2 separate regions of the Sus scrofa genome follow, and region 1 is linked to region 2. Evidence: chromatin contacts called from public Hi-C data. All regions are on one chromosome and are shown on one strand. Each heading gives the region's core, a stretch centred on a gene start, on an enhancer-like site or on the middle of the called end of the contact. The rest is flanking DNA. Distances are from core to core; before and after follow the strand shown. Region 1 holds the start of GATAD2A (transcriptional repressor p66-alpha). Region 2 overlaps GATAD2A (transcriptional repressor p66-alpha).

Region 1 (5,651 bases), core at 2,087-4,586, 57 kb after region 2:
AGGAAGCACCTCCCAACTGTAGGCAACTTCACACACATTCACAGAGATGAATATTTTCTAACATGCCATCAAATATTTTATAACATGCCAATCTTGTGCCGTAACTTATCCAAGGCCACACAACTAGGAATGACAGACCCAGAATTTGAATCAGGTCCTTCTGACTTCAAAGCTCCCCCTTCCCTAACAGCTCATCTTTCTGGTCCTATGGGTTTCATTCAAATAACAAATATGCGCCAACACTTCTCTGCCCTGTCTCAGGGCACCTTAAGCCCTGAGCTCCCCATCATCTTTCCCCTGCCCCTCAGGGCAGTGCCTTCAGTTGACCAGGAAGAGGCAGCAGAGGAGCAACCAGGTCTGCAACAGCTTCCTGCCTGGACTTGACTACCCCAGGAGCAGAGGGCCCAGGAAACTCTCCAAATGCTTCTCCACAGAAGAAAATAGCTCGAGTTGAAACTTGTGTCCACATGGTCCACCGACAGATTTAGAACTCAAATTATAGCCTCGGCGGGAGTCTTCACAAAGAACTCAAATTAAGCAAGACCCAGATGGAAATGAACAGGAGAGAGACAGCCTTAAGTCAAACTGTAAAGTGAACTGCAGTTCTAGCAGAGTCAAAGGGAAGAACTTGTTGAAACGCTAAATTGAACAGAAGTTCAGGCTGTATTTCAGAACTCTGCTCCAAGAACGTTCTCTCCACGTTTTTAGCCTGAGACTTGTGCGTGGACACGAAGTGGTTACAAGTTACTCAGGTTTCAAACTGAGTTCATTCCTGTCCTTTGGACCATCTCTCAATGCCAGCATTCATCTACTTGGGCTCCAGAGAGCTCTGCGTTTGGCAAAACAGATAAAATTAGCTACTGGAGTGAACTTGGAATTCAGGGTGGGCCATTAAAAAAAAGTACACATGAGATTTGTAAAAGCCATGTAAAAACTTCCTTTGGGCCAGGCTGAAGTCACCCCAAACTTAGAAAAATGAATTCAAATCCCCTGTTCCTTGCCTCCCTTCCACTCTTCCTGGATCTAAGGTGACCCATTTCCTGCTTCTTGCCCTGCCTTTCAAACCAGAGTGGCCCACAAACAAGGATTCTCCAGAGATCAAGGGGTAAATCAACGGGCCTAGGAAGAGAAGACACAGCAGGAATACCTGAAGGAAGGGTTTTCGTCTCCTTTTTGGGGGATAAGGGGGTGGGAAAGGTGAGTTACCCTATGCAGAGGGAGGACTGAGGGATGGGACAGGAAGTAGATCTGTCCCACAACTTGAAAATGTGATAGTGGGCAGCGGAGCGGGCAGGGGCAGGGGCCGGGGTGGGGGTGGGGGGGTAGTTGTTAATGATACTCCAGCCCTGTCCCTCCTGCCTCTACAATGGCCTGACAACACTGTGGTTCCCCATGGCTCAAAAACAGAGTAATAACCAAGATTGCTATTTAGCAACAGCTCCTGCTCCCCCAAATCTAGCAGGTCTTAAATGATGAGGGAAAACAGTGTTTTCTGCCTGTCTCCTGATTTCCCTTCCAGCCACAAAATCTTCCAGGTCCCTGAGGAGGTAAGAGTTCAGAGAATACCCCTAATCTAGAGACAAAGAAGATTGGGGGGGGGGGGCATTTCTGATCCTCTCCTTCCAGAACGGAGAGAAATGGGTACAGAAATTGTGGAACCCTGAAGTTAGGACTCCAAGGAGAAATGAGGGAAGAGTTTCTCCCTTAGCGAATGGGGAGAGAAACCTCAGGAAAGGGGGAATGTCCTCAGGCAAGTAGGAGGGGAAATGCCTGGGAATGCAGGGGGACCCTTCAGAGAAGTGAAGAAATCCACTGTGTCTTCCATCAGAGAGGAGATATCTTGGAAAAGTGGAGGCATATTTCAGAGAAGTGAAGAGCTGTAGGAATGGAACATTTCGAATTAGGTGGGGAACCTCTGAAGAAGCCAGGGACTCCTCCAAACATCATGGCATCCACAGATTAGAAAGTGATCCCCAGAAAGGAAATGATTTTGGAAAAATGAGGAACATTTCCTCAGACAAATAAGGATCCAATCAGATGTATGGGCCTTGGGTGGGGGGGCTTCAGGAAAATGGAAGTATTTATCAAAAACTAAGGGGTCCCAGAGTTCCCGTGGTGGTGCGGGGGAAAAGAATCTGAAGGTACCATGAGGTTGAAGGTTCGATCCCTGGCCTCACTCAGTTGCTTAAGGATCTGGCATTGCTGTGGCTGTAGTGTAGGCCTGGAGCTGTAGCTCAGATTTGACCCCTAGCCTGGGAACCTCCATATGCCACGGATGCGGCTCTAAAAAGCAAAAAAAAAAGTAAGGGGTCCCATCCAAAGTGAGAACAGTTCAGAAAAGTGGGGAACACCTCCAAGAAGGATTCTGACAGAAGCAGGAACACTTCAGATTAGTTGGGGGACACTTGAGAAAAGGAGGGTGTCACCCAAAGAAGCGGGAACAGAAAAGCCAGGAGAGCATCGCAGAAAGGTAGGGGGCAAGGGGGACCTATGAAAAGTGAGAGACACCACAAAACATCAAGGGCAAAAAAAAACACAGAACAGTGGGACAATATCTCACAGAAGCAGGGATCTCCTCAGAGAGGTGGGGATCCCCCAGAGAATTCAGGGGGAGGGTCCCCTAGAAGCAAAGATGTCTCCTGAGAGAGGTAGGGGTCCGTCAGGGAAGCAGGGGATCGCCTATGACAGGGGGTCCCAGAAAGGCAGGAGGTCACTCGGAGAAAGCAACCCCTCGGACAAGCAGGGGTCCCCTTTAAGAAGCTGGGAGGGGGAGTCTCAGACAGCTCCGGTCCTCAGAGAAGGGGCTCCCCAGCGAAGCAGGAGGTTCCCTCAAAGAGACAGGGGATCCTCAGGGAAGGGAGGATCCTCTCAAGAGGCGGGGTCCCTCAGAGAAGCGGGTCCCCTCAGACAAGGGGGTCCACGCAATGGAAGAGGCCCCCTCGAAGAAGCGGAAGCCCCAGAGAAGCCCCGGGCACCGGAAGCCGGGGACCCGCCAGCAGCGACGCCGGCCCCTCACTCACCGAAGTTGCTCGGCGCCTCTGCGGGCGACTGCTGGGGTCCCGGGGGGCCTCGGGTGGCAGGGTCGGGTCCGGTCGGCTCAGGTCCCGTGCGGCAGCTCCCTCAGGTGGCGCCCGCGGCGGCGACGGCGGCGGCGACAAGACGACGGACGGTCGACCGACGGACTGCGCGGGCGGCGCGGGGCGCGTTCGGGCGGCGGGGGTGCGCGTGCGCGCGCCGGGGCGCTGACCCCGGGCGGGAGGAGCCGCCGCGCCGCGCTCGGAGCCGCCGCTCCGTCTCGCCGCTCAGTCTCACACTGAAATTGCCCGCTTCGCCGCCCGGCTTCCCCGGTTGCTAGGCAGATTTCGTCTCGCACACTTCCGGGTTGAGGCGCGTCTCACCGAGTGGCGGCGCCTCAGGCCAATGAGGTCCGGCTAGGGTTCCCGGGATCCGCGCCCCAGAGAGGGCGTGGCCAGCTTCATGACGGACAGCGCCTTGCGGCCAATGATCGCGCGGGCCGGCTGGCCCTCGGGATCGCGCCGGGGGCCTGGGCGGGCCTGGAGAGGCGGGATGAGATGACCGACATGTGGTCTACCAATGGGAGAGTGGATCCGGACTCAGGTCCAGTCAGGGCGCTGCGGGGGCGGGGCTTTAGCTTCAGGGTCGGAGCACCGCAAGAGGCGGGGTCTAGGGGACGCGTCAATCCGTGGCCAGCTCGCTCGGACACTGGAGGGGGGTTCCGTGGGGATGCCTGGCGGCCAACAACTGACTGGACAGGGGGTTCCCCGCAGTGCTCAGCAGGGGCGCCCCACCCACAATGCACCGGAGGCGGCCTGGGCCGGGCGGGCGTGGGGCGGTTACGGTGGGCGGGGCAGCAGGAGGCGCGCTCCGAGGACACTGGGCGAGCTGTGGCCCTGCCTTGTTCCCGAGGGGTTTCATTGCCTCTGGGTTCTTTTCAGGTTAGAGTCACGGGCTCGACCCTATTCTGAGGAGACTGTTACGGATTCTTGCCCCTAGCCTGCGTTCTGAGGGGAACCTGCAAGAATCTTAGCCCTCGCCCCTTCTGAGAAGAGTTTTAGCGATTCTTGCCCTGCCCATTTTTCTGAGGAGAGTTGCCAGGATAAGAATGATTCTGTACAGTCGGGACCCCAGCTCTCTGTTCTAAGAAAACTTCTCGAGATTAGCGCCCCTGTCCTTTACTGAGGAGAACTTGAGGGACCTCAGGACCCACTGCCTTTGCTGGAGAGTATTTGGGGAACATACCCTGCCTCTTTTGTGAGCCCTAGTGGGGGCCTTCTCCCTCTGTGATCTGAGGGGCGGTGGGGGCCGCATGTCCCTGGCCTTCATTTCTGAAGATACCTTGGGAAATTCCTAACCTGTAAGTCCCTCCTCTGACAAGGAGAAATTTGGGACTTAAAGCACACTTTCTCTCTGCAGAGAGGAATTGCAGGAGACTTGTGGTCCCTCACCCTTTTTACTCAAGAATTGCCAGGCGGTTGCGGTCCCTGCACTTTTTCAAAGCAATATTTGAGTGTTGCAGGAGTTTCTCTTTTCCTAAGAAGTGCAACCGTTTGACCCTTCTGTCCTAGAAGAGTTACCCATTTAGCCCTCTTTTTTTGGGGGGGGATTTTTTCCAAGCAGCTGTCCACTCTTCCCCAAGGGTCAAATCTGTGGCTCTTCCTAATTCTGTCCCCTGTCAGGCTCTTCAGCCCCACTTTCCTTCTCTCCTGGGTGGGGCCCTTCCAAAAAGCATTCTTGCCTGCCACCTATCCCCAGACAAAACGAAGCAGTCACCCAGACTCTGATGTCACATGAACCCATGGCCTACTTCTGTCTTCTCCCAGTTTGTCTGAACTCCTCCCCTGACTTACCCCCCAAAGAACCTAAGTTATGCCCTTTGTAAGCAATCAAATAAATGTCCATTGATTCAAAGGTGAAGAAAGCGGCAATGAGAAAGATCCACAATACTCTAAGGATTCAATATGGCAAAACTTTTATTGCCCCCACTTTCTGCACAGAAGTGTGTAAGATGCTGAGATGTCTGAATTATAGGATGGAACTTTTAAGCCAAGATGAACGCAATGAAGGGAAACAGGCCTATTAGACAAGGCAGACTGTTATACTAAAGAGACACCAGGAATATGTTGTAGGAATGTAGAGGAGGAAGTAATTAAATGAGATAATGGATGTGAAAGTGCTTTGTAAACCTTGAAGCAGGGTACCCATGTAGAAAGGATTATTGTTATTGTTACAAATGGGCTGACATTCCTGGAAGAAAAGTAAAAAGTAAATTCTGAGAGTCAGAGTGATGGGAGGTTGGCAGAGAGCCCTGTGGGGCTTGACTCCCTGAATGAGCTCAGCCTGGACCCAAATGGTAAGGCTGACTGAGTCCTTGGCTAGAGAAGAAAGTCACTGGAAACATAAAGACACCGTGTTCCCAGAGGGCCTTGTTTGCTCTTCTGCTGTAGCACTTACCATATTCTGCAAATGTCTAAGGTGATCTGGGTGGACAATAAATACTTGGACTTTGGTGGTTGGCAGAACTGGGTTCGAACCCACGCCTGCAACTCGCTAGCTAGATTACTTTCCCCAGCTATATCAGAAATGAGAACACCTGTCTCCAAAGGTTGCACTGAGGACTGTGAGCTCCTGGT
Region 2 (5,355 bases), core at 405-2,904:
TGCAGAAGAGGCTCGGATCCCGTGTTGCTGGGGCTCTGGCATAAGCCGGTGGCTGCAGCTCTGATTCGACCCCTAGCCTGGGAACCTCCATATGCCGCAGGAGCGGCCCTAGAAGAGACAAAAAGACAAAAATACATAAAGTTCTAGTTTCTGTCCTTCTCCAACATGCCTTTACCACAAATGCTATCAGCCTGCTTACTGAGTCCATCTGTCCTGTCTCCTCATGAGCTACAGGCCAAGTCACTGCCCTGAATGCCGATCGCCCTCCCCTCCTCTCCCTCACTGTGGGAGGGTGGATCACTTTTCCTTTGGGCACTGCCTGAACAACAGGAGCGCCTCGAATGTTGGGGGAATTGAATGCAGTGATTTCAGCGGCCACAGTGGATTGTAGGTACCTGCAGTGGATTGTAGGTACCTGCATTCCCAGGATCAAGGAGTCAATTGGGAATAAAAGACAAGAGGAGATCAGGACCTCTGGCAAGGAGGAACTCCACTGGAGTCAGTGGAAATTCTGCCCCTAAGGGAGAACCTCCCAGTCTGGCCTGGTGAGGCAGGGAGTCTGAGGTGAATAGGGAGAATGCATCCTCCCCAATACTGCACTCAGACTTCCCCTCAATGCTTTCCCATTCCACCTCTGCTCCAGCCAGGCAGGCCCCACACCCCCAGAGCCAGCACGGCCCCCAGCCTTGTAAGCCCAGACTCACTGAACCCCAGACTGCATTAAGTCATCCCTTCCTCCCAACTGCCCACATGGATAACAGGGGGCTGACAAGGAGGTCTCTGCACATCAGGTCATCAGACCAGTGAGTCAGTGCCCAAGTGACCTCACTTCATCGTCACTGGTGTAGGACAAGCAGATCATAAGGGGCGAGAGTGGAGCCTCATATCCACAGGGCTATTCCCTCCAGCCCCAGCTGCCACTATAGGCCACAGGGGCACTCTGGTTCTGATCTGGGTCCCCACCAGAAGACCTAGGAGACAGCCTGCTGGTGCTGTGTGCACTGTTAGAGCAGCTCACTCTGAAGCTGAGGGGCTGGAACTCCGCCAACCCCAGGCACGCCCAGTGCCTCTGGCAGGCGGGCTGCTGCGGTGGGGGTAGCTGCTGCACCCCTCCCCCACCACACGAAGGACAAGCACAGCTGGAGGGGGCGGGGCCAGCTGTGGGGGGAAGGCGCCTCCTTGGGTGAAGCCTCCTCCAAGAGAAGGCAGTTGCCTCAGTGCCCACATGGGGCCTGCCACTGGCCAATCCCTGGCACCGCCAGGCGATTCCTCCTGGGAAGGGCAGGTGTTGGTAAGGAGTGGCTCCTCCCTTCTCTCAGCAGGAAGGACTAGTGCCCCAACCAAGCATGTTAGGGCTGTCTGCCACCGCCCTGCAGGCAAAGAGGGCAGGGACAGGGAAAAAAAGCTGTCAGGAAGAAACTAGCCTTGAGGAATGAACTATGACCCAGGAATGAAGCAAAAGTGACAATTTCTGCAAAAAGCATTGAGGAGGTGCATTTGAATACTTTCTAAAGAGCAAGTGAAGAGCTTGGATTATCCCAACTAGCAAATTAGGATCTGCTTCAAAACTGCTGGCAAGTGAGGGGAGAAAAATGAAGGGATAGCAGCAGCAACAGCCTAAGTTCCACCAGAGGCCCAAGGAGGAACTGCTGGCTCAGAGAGAGCAGCACCCCCTCAACAAGGCAGGATCTCTAGACGGCTACTGAGTGCAGGGACAGACTCTGTCCTGACAGCACCAAGCCCACTGTAAAAATGCAAAGATGCAGCCAGCAGGGCTGTAAAGCCGCCAGAGGCACAGGCTGCTTATATGGGAAGCAAGGTTAGATCCCAGGTGGCCTCAGACCCTCCTTCTCACTCTCTCCAAATGCAACGTGGCTAGGGAGGCAGGATGAAGCCCGAGTCTTCCTCAGGCCTGAGAACGTAGGGTTCACAAGCACACAGCCCAGACCAATCCCAGGATGATGGGGTTACCAAGTCCCAGGCAGAATGCTATCACAGTGCTTTCGGTCAGATGTAAATTTCAATTGCTTCTACCAAAACATGCTTTATTTTAGTAAAGATGTCACTTTCTAACTGGCCTGAGAACCTCAGGTCAGAAAATCTGTTCTGGAGTTCCCGTCGTGGCGCAGTGGTTAACGAATCCGACTAGGAACCATGAGGTTGAGGGTTGGTCCCTGCCCTTGCTCAGTGGGTTAACGATCCGGCGTTGCCGTGAGCTGTGGTGTAGGTTGCAGATGTGGCTCGGATCCCGCGTTGCTGTGGTTCTGGCGTAGGCTGGTGGCTATGGCTCCAATTAGACCCCTAGCCTGGGAATCTCCATATGCCGCGGAAGTGGCCCAAGAAATAGCAAAAAAAAAAAGAAAGAAAATCTGTTCTAAAACAACTCCAAAAGGGTGAACTACGCTGTGGTATGAACCAATCTTTTTAAAACAGGACCTGGGAGGCCAATACTCCCCACACAGGCCAGGTAAATCATCTCTTGATGATTCAAAGGAGAGAGAGAGAAACTAGGTATAAGTCAGAGCCAAAACCCTGAGATTGCTATTAATACTCTCTGTACTAGGAAATGCCATTTATACTATACTGTTATTAACATGCCAGCAGGAACACTACTAGTAATACTCCTATTTCAGGCATGAAGAAAAAGGGGCTTAAGAATAGGTGCTTGGGAAAAATAACAGAACCAACGCTCTGAAAAGTCAACAATGAGGAGTGCTTTTTCCAGAGCCCAAAGAAGGAAGTGAGTATGAGGAGGGGTAAGAAGGAGGGCGCTGAGTGTAGAGTGACCTCAAGTGGAGCAGAGAGGGTGGCGGGGGTGTGTTGAGGGTAGGGGTGGGACCGATTTGTTGTAAAGAATCACGTGGCTGACTTGGGGACACACTGGGGTAGAGGGTAGCAGGGGGAACAGACAGGGTACTTCTGTGGCTCAGGATAGGAAGGGGATAGAGCAGAGAAGAGACATGACCAAATGCTGGGTGTATTTTAGAAGATACAGACAACGCAACATACAAACAGCTGGATGTGAGGTGAGAAAGGGTTGCTTTGATTGTTTTTGTGTGAGCAACTGGAAAAACGGAATTGACTCTCTGAGATGGGGAAGGAGCAGATCTGGGGGAAGAACGCTGGGAGTGGGAGTGGAATAGTTTGGAATGCAGAGAGGCTTTAAGAGTGTCTGCTGACAGGTAGAGGCCTATACACTGGGCAGGGTGGCATGGAATGAAGGGCCTGTGAAGCAACTAATGCAGAGTTGAGTGACAACAGGGTCCAGAAGCCAGACTCACTAACCACTGGCAGAGCTCTATCAGCCTGCAGCTAGGTGCCCACCACCAGAGTACCCCCAAAGTAGTGGCACGGCACAGAAAAGACTCCAGGCTCTGGTGGTCCCCAAGTTAGGATTGTGCCACCTCTCTGCATGGCCTCCCTGAGGCTAGGAACCTCATCTACCCTCCCCAAGACAGTGGCCTGAGGAAGCTTCCAAAGCCGAGTCCCTGACCAACATACCCTCCAGGAATCTCCCATGTTCTTGAGGGTCAAACCTAGGTACATGGGGAGAGGTAGAGGAGAGAAGAGATAAGCTGTGTTTTGTGCCTGCAATCCCTGGCTGACAGGCACACGTCTTCCCTCCCAGAACAGAGACCCCACTCTGCTCAGGCCTGGGCAACTTCCGAATGCACATTTCTTTCTTTTTTTTTTTTTTTGTCTTTTAAGGGCTGCACCCGTGACATATGGAGGTTTCCAGGCTAGGGGTCTAATCGGAGCTGTTGGCACCAGCCTACTATTCCAGAGCCACAGCAATGCCAGATCCGAGCCGCATCTGCAACCTACACCACAGCCCACAGCAATGCCGGATCCTTAACCCACTTAGCAAGGCCAGGGATCAAACCCACAACCTCACGGCTCCTAGTCGGATCCATTTCCGCTGCGCCACGACGGGAACTCCCGAATGCACTTTTTTTTTTTTTTTTTTTTGTCTTTTGTCTGTTGTTGTTGCTATTTCTTGGGCTGCTCCCGCGGCATATGGAGGTTCCCAGGCTAGTGGTCCAATCGGAGCTGTAGCCACCGGCCTACGCCAGAGCCACAGCAACGCGGGATCCGAGCCACATCTGCAACCTACACCACAGCTCACGGCAACGCCGGATCGTTAACCCACTGAGCAAGGGCAGGGACCGAACCCGCAACCTCATGGTTTCTAGTCGGATTCATTAACCACTGCGCCACGACGGGAACTCCCCGAATGCACATTTCTGAGTGACAGTGGCAGGGATACAGCAGCTGTGTCCTGGAAGGAACTCACACCAAAAACACCAGTTCTCCAGTTTTAAATAAAACCAAACCTCATTAAGGCCGTCAAGTATAAGGATGCAATTTAACTTGGGAAAGAAAAAGTTGACTGTGAAAGCCAGTGTCCCCACCTCCCACCCCCGCCCCACCAGACACAGCAGAGAACAGAGGATGGACCTCAAGGAGCAACTGGCTGGGGGAGCTTGTCATTCTCTGAGCCTCAGTTTCCCCATCCTTACCTCATAAGCGTACTCTGTGAAGAGACAGAGTGGACATTAGTAGTAACCTGAATGAGAAAATCGAGTCACAGAATGGTATACCATTCACATGGTTTTAAAGTGCTAATAACCTACAGAAAGAAATACTAAAAGTTCACTAAAATCGAAAGAGAAAGAAACTGGACAAAAATCCACAAGACTCATCTCTGAAGAGTGGATTACTAAGAAACTTTCAATATCTGTATTAAACATTTCTTTTTTTTTTTTTTTTTTTGTCTTTTTGCCATTTCTTGGGCCGCTCCCGCAGCATATGGAGGTTCCTAGGCTAGGGGTCGAATCAGAGCCGTAGCCACCGGCCTACGCCAGAGCCACAGCAACTCGGGATCCGAGCCACGTCTGTGACCTACACCACAGCTCACGGCAACGCCGGATCGTTAACCCACTGAGCAAGGCCAGGGATCAAACCCGCAACCTCATGGTTCCTAGTCAGATTCGTTAACCACTGCGCCACGACAGGAACTCCCTGTATTAAACATTTCTGTATTAAATTCCTTCTCTTAACAGTGACTATCAGTTTCTTTGTATTCAAAGAAAACAAAGATAAAAAGGAAAGCTAGAAACACTCCCACCTACAGAAGCTGAGAACTGAAAGAACAAGTGTTATGGGGGTGGGGAGAGGGGAGAAGGCCCCGAGGGGAGGGAGGCCTCCACCCAACCCAGCCTGGCCAGAAGGCACCTGTGCCGTATGGCAGACACATGGCCAGCTCCTCCAGCAGAGAGAACAAAGAACCCAAGATGAAGTGTAACCTTCAGTGAAGCAAGAGGGGACACTGCTGCCACTTTCCCGTTTATTTTT

What was found. A called contact is a pair of places that touch in the nucleus more often than the background predicts.
Region 1: a contact with region 2 is called in a Hi-C map of skeletal muscle, with 2.0 times the contacts expected there. The contact joins the promoter of GATAD2A here to the enhancer-like site in region 2. A contact is called at or near these places in 5 of 47 Hi-C or Micro-C datasets (embryonic fibroblasts, epiblast stem cells, fetal heart ventricle and 1 more) and 2 of 2 datasets of contacts at active chromatin or transcription factors (alveolar macrophages and skeletal muscle).

The regions. Positions count from the first base shown.
Region 1 is chr2:58,513,972-58,519,622 of Sscrofa11.1, forward strand. It overlaps GATAD2A (transcriptional repressor p66-alpha), which reads right to left and starts at 3,337. Exons shown (of 13, transcript XM_021083423.1): 1 at 3,021-3,337.
Region 2 is chr2:58,459,142-58,464,496 of Sscrofa11.1, forward strand. All of the region lies in intron 2 of GATAD2A (transcriptional repressor p66-alpha), which reads right to left. Among named protein-coding and RNA genes, the nearest start is that of TSSK6, 51 kb to the left of the region's middle. Within about 2 kb of position 1,655, at least 51 of the 83 cell types and tissues checked have an H3K27ac peak or open chromatin away from gene starts, as enhancers often do. A contact at or near this core is called in alveolar macrophages, embryonic fibroblasts and skeletal muscle, where this site is marked.